Linked DNA regions of Hordeum vulgare: regions 1 and 2 are each linked to region 3. The links are chromatin contacts, called in public Hi-C maps. All regions are on one chromosome and are shown on one strand. The core of a region is the stretch at or near the end of the contact, and the rest is flanking DNA. Distances in the headings are between cores, read along the strand shown.

Region 1 (3,151 bases), core at 295-2,794, 250 kb after region 3:
GCGGCCTAAGCCCGACAACATATCCCGGGGAGAACGAGGAGCATACGAGCAAAGGCGCGAGGTGGCATCGTTTGTTCCAACCCATCGATCCCGGAGGAATACCTCGTCGTTAAAGCTGGTGAGGGAATTGACTACATTGTAATGTCGAAGGCTTCAAGTTTGCAGGCTCGTGTATTCCTGTATCTCAGGAGAGCTGGCAATGACATCAAGCTCATCAACATTGACATCTTCATTAAGGACATGTCACGGGTTAAGTGTTCCACCGGCAATGCCTCTAGTTCGACCATCGTCAGTCTCTTCATAGGCCCCGCCGCTGATCTCCTCTACCTCACAGTCAAGGATTTGCGATCCTTGTATGCCATCGAGCCCCTTTTGTCATTTTTTAAGGAAACATTCTATGGCGGTGGCTTGGGATCCTTAGCTGCAAAGTCAGATCTCATCGGCCAAGAGAAGGAAACCCACTACGGATGTCCTATGGGGAAGCATCCCATATGCAACTCCAGGGAGCGCATCCTAGGCACCACAAATTCCAAGTGGAAGGAGCCCATCCATGACAAGTGAGGCAACATAGGTAAAAAATCTAATATGACAAACTAATTAATAGGAGAGAGATGAGTATGGTGACCCAAAAAAAACAATGCTAAGCGTGTGAACCTAGGTAAAAAAACTAAATGAAAGAAATACACCAATGCATACATAACTTTAGTTGTAAAAGTATTAAATAAGGATGCAAAGGCCCTGTTTGTTTCACTGGGACTAGACTAAAAAAAGTCCTGTTTAGTCCGTGTGTAACCAAACGGGAGGGACTTTTTTTAAGGGACTAAAAAAAGACTCTACTGAAGGTACTTTTTTCTTTAGTCCGTGGGACTAGAAAAAGTCTAGTCCCTTGAGAAACAAACACCCCCCTTAGCTACAATAAGCTAAGCAACTATGCATCAGAGACTTTAGTTGTTAAACTATTTGACGTGTTTAGCACCTCATCTTAGCACCAATGTATTGGAAGTGGGTTCATCAAGGAAGATATAAGTTACTCTTCTCTAGACTCTATTTGACGTGTTTAGCCCCTCATCTTAGCACCAATGTATTGAAAGTGGGTTCATCAAGGAAGATATAAGTTACTCTTCTCTAGACTCTATTTGACGTGTTTAGCACCTCATCTTAGCACCAATGTATTGGAAGTGGGTTCATCAAGGAAGATATAAGTTACTCTTCTCTAGACTCTATTTGACGTGTTTAGCCCCTCATCTTAGCACCAATGTATTGAAAGTGGGTTCATCAAGGAAGATATAAGTTATTCTTCTCTAGACTCTAGCTTTGAAGATCATGGCGTGGACAGTCAGGCTCCCAATCAGTACCGCCATCATCCACTCCAGTCCATTATTGATATGATTCCTCCGTTCACATCGAGACGTCATTTTCCACGGGGCAGCCTAAACAACCCCCGTTAGCGCTAATCTACTCAGCAGCAGTGACCACTAGACCAACTAAAACCGAGGGACGGAAGAGCTCAACCACCGCAGGCCTTTCGGCCCTCGTCTGACTCTGACCGCCCCGCGTCGCTGTCCGGCCCGCTGAGGCCGGCTTTCTCCGTTTCGGCACGCCGCTCCGTCGTGGCCTCGCCACCGGCCACCGCCCACTTGCCCCCGCTTTCGGTTTTGGCTCGTTTCGGCGGTGGGGAGAATATATTTCCCTGCCACCTTTCCGCCTCATCATTTTCCTCCTCCTCCTGACGCTGCTCCGCTTAGCCACCCCCTTCCTTTTTGGCGCCTGCTCCGGCCATATATCGTCGCAGATCGGGATCTCTCGCGGCGTGCTGATTCTCGGCTTGGATCCAAAGGCGAGGTCCTAATCCTAACTCCGCTCCTCCTGTGATCTTGTTCTGTGGCTGACCCGTGATTTCAGCTTACTTTGCTTCTTGGCACAGTGTCTTTCAAGTTCAACCTGCAAGGAAGCAATTATGCTTACCATGTTGTTCCTTCTATTCTTAGTTTTAAGCTCGTGGCTCATTTGCTTGATTCTGTACACACCCTAGATTCCTACTAGTGATTTGACTATGGGGGATTTGGGAGTTGAGACGATAGCATTTCACCCGCAGCTTTGAGGGAAAGTGGGTATCACTGTTAGAATCGAATCCCATTATGCCAAGTGGTTTTCGTGGCCGGAATATGTTGTGTTGTTGGCCGAGTTCAGTTGCTTAGCTCTCAACAAGTTCCAGCTTACTACAGGGATCACTTGTCCTGCATAATTTGTTCTTGGTCTAGTGTATCTGCTATTGCCAATTAGCCACTGTGGTTGCCTAGTAAGTTGCTGCCCGACACTTGCTGCTATCAATTGCTTTTCCAACCTGGCATTCGGTCTCCCGCTCCAGCTAAGACTGGCTTTATGCTTCACCAAACCCACCCATATCGCTGCGATGACACTGCACACTGCCATCATTATTTCCTCCTTCATCTTCTCAATGATAAGGCCAAGGTTTTAATCGTACCGAATTCTGATGTCTCTAGGCTACAGGCTACAGCTTCAATGAAGTCTTGTTAATTGTATCACGAACCGGATTAACCGTAACACACAAGTAAAACTCAAACTTTGCTGGTTATTAACTTTGATTTGACTTCTTGTAGAGATCCTGCTTCAACACCAACCACCTCTGACCATCTAAACAGCGCGTTGAAGCGAAGATTCAAGTAATTCTGTCAGACAATGGGAACAAGGATGACAGTCCTGCGTCGACTGCCAGTCACACTGTCCTCCGCATTGCTCGAGTGGATCTTGATGCTTCTGCTGTTCATCGATGCAGTTTACTCCTTCCTCATCACCCGATTTGCCCGTCTCTGCAAACTACCGGTACCTTGTCCGTTCTGCTCGAGGCTAGATCATGTCCTCGGGAACGAGGAGCCGTGCTTCTACAGGGAATTGATCTGCAAAACTCACAAGTCAGAGATCTCATCCTTGGCCTTCTGCCGCCTCCACCAGAAACTTGCAGGCGCGGAAAGTATGTGTGATGGATGCAGCAGTAGCTCACTTGCTCCAAGAGTGACACCAAACAAGAATGATAACACAGATGAGCCTGCGGTGGATGCCGACATACTCGATAGTACTCAGGGGGGTGATGGTGTGCTACATTCTCCTCTTACTAGAATTTGTTCATGTT
Region 2 (3,065 bases), core at 30-2,529, 160 kb before region 3:
CTAACTCGAACCAGGGGGCCAACCCGATAACTCGCCTCTTCAGTCTAGATCGCAAGTTGGACTCTTATGGCGAGAGAGGTTTGTTATCTTGAGGGGTGTCAAGGTGAAGGATGATATGCAGTGCCATGTGAAGATGGATCTTGGCTGAGGAGAATAACCTCTTGCTCCAACATTTGAGCATGAAGGCTCTTTTGCGAAGCTTGTGGAATAAGACATGGCAAGTCTCAAGGTGTTCAGTAGGGACATCCGAAGCTTGTTGGAAAATTTGGTGGAACTCGGGCATAGAAAGCCATAAATTTTCAAAACGGAAGCTGCGCCGACTCGGGCATAGAAAGCCATAAATTTTCAAAACGGAAGCTGCGAGGGCGCTTAGGACCAACATCTTGCGACAACAGAAGCAGACAGTGATCCGAAAGGGAAGACGAAAGGGCATGGAGGATGTGATTGTCAAAGGTGATGTCTGAGTCGGAGTTACATGAAAAGGAGTCAAGCTTGCTCAAGATTGGGTCCTGACGCTCATTACTCGAGATGAAGCGGCGGTTGTGCAAGTGTATCTCCTTGAGCTTGCCTTCAGCGAGTGTGTCCCTAAATTTGTTGATCCTTCTCTTATCAAAGGTGGGTTTATTCTTATCTCCTACTCTTTAGATTTGGTTGAAATCGCGGGGATGCATTCTCCAACATAAGCATTGCGGTGTTTCACACTTCCTAACTTACCAGCAACACGAGAGTATGTAGGTCCTTCATTGCTTAGGGCGACGGTCATAACGAAACACACCCATATAGTACACCAATGTGGGCCTTTCAAGCCAACACTGATCACATCTAATTACAATTAATATTTTATCCAGTACTTTCTCTGTTCGAAAATACCTGTAACTCTATCAATATGTAATTAATATTATGTCAAATATCACATACATTGCACCCTCGCACTTACTACTCACTCCATTCATAAATATAAGTTTTTTCTAGAGATTTTTCTAAAGATTACATATAAATGTATCTAGATTTAATTTAGAGTATAAATTTATTCATCTTGCTTCATATATACTCGTTCTGTCTTAAAATAAGTGTCTCAACTTTGTACTAGCTCTACTACGGAGTTATATTAAATTTGAGACAATTATTTTGGGACGGAGGGAGTAGTTCATATTAAAATGAAATCTTTTAAAATACTTATATTTAGAGTAGTTGTATTTATTAGTATGTTTTTTTTTTCAGAACACGTCTCCTCGAGTCGTGTTTGTATCCTGGAGACGGAGTGTCCTGTCCTGGCAGTCCTATCTCCCTCCTCCCGGGCTCCCCCTCGTCTCTCGGGCCCGTCCCCAAACCCGAACATGATGCAGCCGATGCGGCTGCGGAGCCAAGGCCGGGGCTCCCCCCTCCTCTGCCTCTCCGCCGCCCTCCTCGCGGTCGCCCTGCTCCCCGGCGCCGCCGTCGCAGACGGCGTCACGCCTACCGAGGCGCTCCGGCTACGCGACGAGGTAGCCCGCCCCGTCCCTGCCTCAGATCCGCCACTCCTAGCCGCAGCCTGTCGTAGCTTAGTAGCTAGTTGCCTAGTTCCATGGTTCCATTACAGTTCGGCTTTCCCGAATGGTATCGTTTGCTTCAGTTCGGTTGCAAGCTGGTTTTGCAATCTGGAGCTAGGCTCCCCGGACTGATCAGCTTGCTTGGTTTGGCTAGTTAAATTTTTAGATTCATGGCTTTTGCCGAACCCGCGGTTTATTCCTGGAAAAAAATGTTAGATTCCTGGCTTCAGTCTTACCCACTGTTTATCCCAGGAGAATGTAGGAACTGACTTCCAAGAGTTCACTACTTGGGGCCACATTTGTGAGCTGTATCATACGACCACCACTTTTGGTCTTTTCATGCCTGATGTGAGATGCCAAAAGGCACTGTTAGTGTTCCTGTCAGGGCACATTTCTTCGATTCATGAATATTGCTGACACCTTTGGTGAAAGTTTCATATCCCCCCCTCCGGATCATTGTTCGATTGTGCTTGTGAGCATGTGTACTACTCAAGCTTACTTGAGTGAAAAAACAACTACAGCCACAGCTCAGTTTTAGATTTGGCATTCCCGAAACGCACCGGCACATGTTATTAGTTGTAAGATCGTGTTAACAGTGGTACCAATTATCTCGCAAAAATAAAATAAAAATAGTGGTACCAGTTGGGACTTGAAGCAATCGTCCCTCCACCCTATACCCCAGTTACGAAGGCATTTTTATGAGCATACCCGTTGGATTTTTATTGGACGAGATCATTTTCGGGCCTCAAGTTGCCTCAACTTTGTGGTGCTTTTGAGGTTGCCCTGTTTTGAGAAAAAGACTTCACTTTTTTTTTCTGAACCTTTTTAAATTTATCTTGTAACGAAGCATTTCTGGGTAAGGTTCTGAATATTTTGTGCCTTGTGCGAGGCACATTCTGGTGATGTTCTTGATGTTAGGATATGAGGTTATAATCAAATTATAGCTCGTTTTTTACCAGGTGCAGCTTAGGCCAGTTCAATTATCTGATTTATCCAAGAGGAATCCTTTGTGTCTTCCTCTGTACTCAACCAAGATAACATCACATATTAACTTGTTAACCAATCATGCTTGTAATACTTTCTTACCTTGGAAGGCAATAGTGGCAATAACTCGAGAGTCTCTAAATGGCATAAGAACAAGCTAGAATAGTTTTTACTGCCCTGTCTTGACCTAAAATTTGTTGAAATGCTAACAGACAGAAGTATATGTTTTTATGCAGGTGAAAGATATGTTTTATCATGCATTTGATGGGTACATGCAACATGCTTTTCCACTTGATGAACTGCGACCGTTGAGTTGTCAAGGGGAAGACTCCCTTGGTGGTTATGCACTTACTCTTGTAAGAAACTAACAAACTGGTTCCTCATGTGTTTTTCCTAACACCTGTTACTTAAGTGGATTGTCATCAATCACGAACAAACATTGTTGAACAGATCGACTCTTTGGATACTCTGGCTTTACTAGGTGATAAGGAGAGATTTGCTGCTGGTGTGGAGTGGGTTGGTAAGAACGTCCGCTTTGATATCGTAAGTAAA
Region 3 (2,923 bases), core at 305-2,804:
CGACAACAGGATGATAAATATGGATTTTTTTTTTCATTTGGATTATGAGAATTCAGAAGTGCCGACCACCCGGCTATCAATGACATGGTAGACGAAATAAAGTGCGAAAAGTTAAGAACGTATGATTGATAACAAATCTCGCAAACAAACATTAGGGAATAATGATGTTTGACACATCTGAAATTTGTGCCGGTTATGTTCACACAGTTTGGACTCTTCTGGCAAGGTAAGCAGTTAACTCGACCAGCAACTGTTGCTAAATGCAGATCTCTAAGCCAAAGCCAAAGCCAAGCATCAACGTGTCTAAACCACTCGAACTCACTAAATTAGATTGGTGTCTTTTAAACTTACTTGAATCTTGTTCCTGTGATGTTATAGAAGTAGATTGTTGCACATCAATGTTTTGTGTTCTATTTGGACTATCCGCGGATACTCTCACTGAGGTGTCACCGTGAGTTGGAGGTTGCGACGGCATTTCTCCTGCATCCCTTAGGGTGGCATCTACGTTATCACCACTCTTGGCGCCGCTCTGCTGAGGCGAAGATATCACTATGTTCAAAGTATCCGCGTTCCAGCGAAGAGAGGCTTTTCTTGTGCTTAGGCTGGACGCCGCGATTTTAATGCTGAGACCATCATCCGGAGACCACACCAGCTCGGACAGAGGGCTCATGCCGGATATTTCGATTGCATTTACACCTGCACCTGAATGCCCACCAGATGCCTTTCAGCAGACCATAAGGTAAGAGGATGTTTGAAACAAGTAAAGCAGCTCTATAAACAAACTATGCTATAGCTAACGAACTACTAGAAACAAACTAACAGATGCAAAAAAAAAAAACTCGTTGCTCTATTTTTCCAAAATAATAAATAGATTTCCTCGAAAAAAAAAGTTATAATAAGATTTTGCAAATATCCCCTCCCTTATTTGCCTGTTCACCTTGCTAGGAACCCGAAACGAATGGATCATGACGCAAGGCAACACAACTATACTTACCCAATTTAGATGGAAAAGTAGACATGTACACCGACTTGTGCCATACTAGTATGTCGTTCTTACAAAATCAAAAGGCTAGCTTAACGCCGGAAGCAGAATAATCAAGACAGCATCGGCCGGGAAAAGCGAGCGAGCGAGCGTATAAATAAATGAAACAAGTACAGGAGAGTGATCGCTGATGCAACAGCCGACCTCTGGGAGCGGCGAGCAACTAACCATGTCATGTCACAGCATTGCAGTCCCCGAGTACGGCGGGCCACGGTCGGTCCGGCACACCACCACCACCGCCACCACCACGCTGAGGCAGGAGTAGGAGGAGGGATTTAGCGGCGGGCGGCGGCGAATGGAGGCCAGGGCATCCGTCTATCCGGTCAGCGGCGCCTGCGGCTTATGGCGGGCTAGCTAGCTAGCTAGCCTGGCTCTGGTTGGGCGGAGAATTTGGGAGCGGTCTAGGAGGGCAGCATCGCCGCGGTGGGGAGTGCGGGTGGAGATGCTTTGTTTGTGCCGTGCGCGCCGCATGCGGCGGAGGAGCGCCGGAACGCGAGGCGGAGGCTGCGCCACGTAGAGGGCGCCTGAGACACATGACTACCGCCTCGGTCCCCCCCCTGCCCTGCCCTACCCGCGCTGCGGCTTCGGGTTTTATTACGGGGAAGAAAGAAAGAAATCGCGGGGACGAAGACGATGGCGGCGATCCGACGGCCGCGCGTCGTCGAGACGGCCGATGTGGCGCGTGCCGGGGCCGGAGCTGTCCGTGTCGTGGTAGGGCAGCGTCGCCTGTAGGTGACGGGGACGGAGATAACACGGGTTGTTGAGTGAACTGCGGTGCGGGGTGGTGTTATGGGGGAACTCGCGAGGAGGATGAAGGGGAATCTCCGTGCGTGGAAAAGGAGGGTGGGATCGGGAATCGCCGTGCGCGTGTAAAGAGGGTGGATTCTCGGAATCTTCTCCGCCGAGAATTTTCGGTCCGTGTGTGTATGGAGCTGCTATGTTGTGATGATTTCATTGCAAGGAAAAACAGTACTGGGATCGATGCTGCTAGTATGATTGTGCGCGTCCTTTTTATTCGAGGGATTACAAGGCCTTACAAGCATGTACTAGTACAGTAGGAAAAACATATTCCAAGGAGTAGTAGAAAAAACTGCAACGACTATGTAGAACTACGTTAGATTACATCATAAATGTGTCATAACAGTATCTTCAATAGCATGTGTGTATTTGATGTCAATATGTTCGTATAGATAATGATTTAAAAAGATTTTTCTCATATTCAAATTCAGTTTCGCGACTGAATGCCTATATATAGAACATCTATATTCTCTCTCCAAGATTATAATATTATTTTATAACTATCAATTCAGCTATTGTTTTATAACCTTCAACAGCTATATTCCAACTGCTCTATTTTAACGGTTATATTTCAGGTATATATATAGGGAACCACTAGGCATCAGACTACTGATGCTTTACATCCATCAGACTAGTCGTTGGCCATCGGATTAAAAGCAGGAGGCACCTCCGATTTACTAACTTAGGCCCACAAAAGATTAGTTGTAGTTGCTAATTGAGTGCTTTCCTAACTGCTCCCGTAACCCACGCCCTACATGATTAGCTCCATGCGTATTTTCCTTCTTCCTTCCTAGATCATTGTTTTCTTGTTGGATGCTTCCTTAAATCACGCTAGCTTATCAGATTTTTGCACCTGTGCGACGGAAGCATGAAAATAGGTCTGTTCGGAAACGTGTTCCTAAATTCTATGGTATAATAAACCGTGTAAATGATGCTTCGATTCTTGATGATAAATCCCCAAAGTACTACCTGGTTGTTTCTCTTCCATAACACATATGGCAACATGAGCATGGGAATATTCCTATCATAATCACACTACTGACTAGATGTGTTTCCCATCAAAGTTAGATTCAATTACTAGTT

What was found. A called contact is a pair of places that touch in the nucleus more often than the background predicts.
Region 1: a Hi-C map of seedling shows a contact between it and region 3, with 4 times the contacts expected there. The contact joins the promoter of LOC123444542 here to the promoter of LOC123444544 in region 3. A contact is called at or near these places in 5 of 6 Hi-C or Micro-C datasets (leaf, seedling and an unstated tissue) and 1 of 1 datasets of contacts at active chromatin or transcription factors (embryo).
Region 2: a Hi-C map of leaf shows a contact between it and region 3, with 3 times the contacts expected there. The contact joins the promoter of LOC123444545 here to the promoter of LOC123444544 in region 3. A contact is called at or near these places in 2 of 6 Hi-C or Micro-C datasets (leaf and seedling).

What each region holds. Positions count from the first base shown.
Region 1 is chr3H:506,820,142-506,823,292 of MorexV3_pseudomolecules_assembly, reverse strand. LOC123444542 (probable myosin-binding protein 6) reads left to right here and starts at 1,544. Exons shown (of 6, transcript XM_045121299.1): 1 at 1,544-1,842; 2 at 2,622-3,151. The coding sequence starts at 2,701.
Region 2 is chr3H:507,237,132-507,240,196 of MorexV3_pseudomolecules_assembly, reverse strand. LOC123444545 (alpha-mannosidase I MNS4) reads left to right here and starts at 1,279. Exons shown (of 17, transcript XM_045121304.1): 1 at 1,279-1,484; 2 at 2,750-2,869; 3 at 2,964-3,056. The coding sequence starts at 1,338.
Region 3 is chr3H:507,074,366-507,077,288 of MorexV3_pseudomolecules_assembly, reverse strand. LOC123444544 reads right to left here and starts at 1,554. Exons shown (of 8, transcript XM_045121302.1): 1 at 1,211-1,554; 2 at 352-721. The coding sequence starts at 1,213.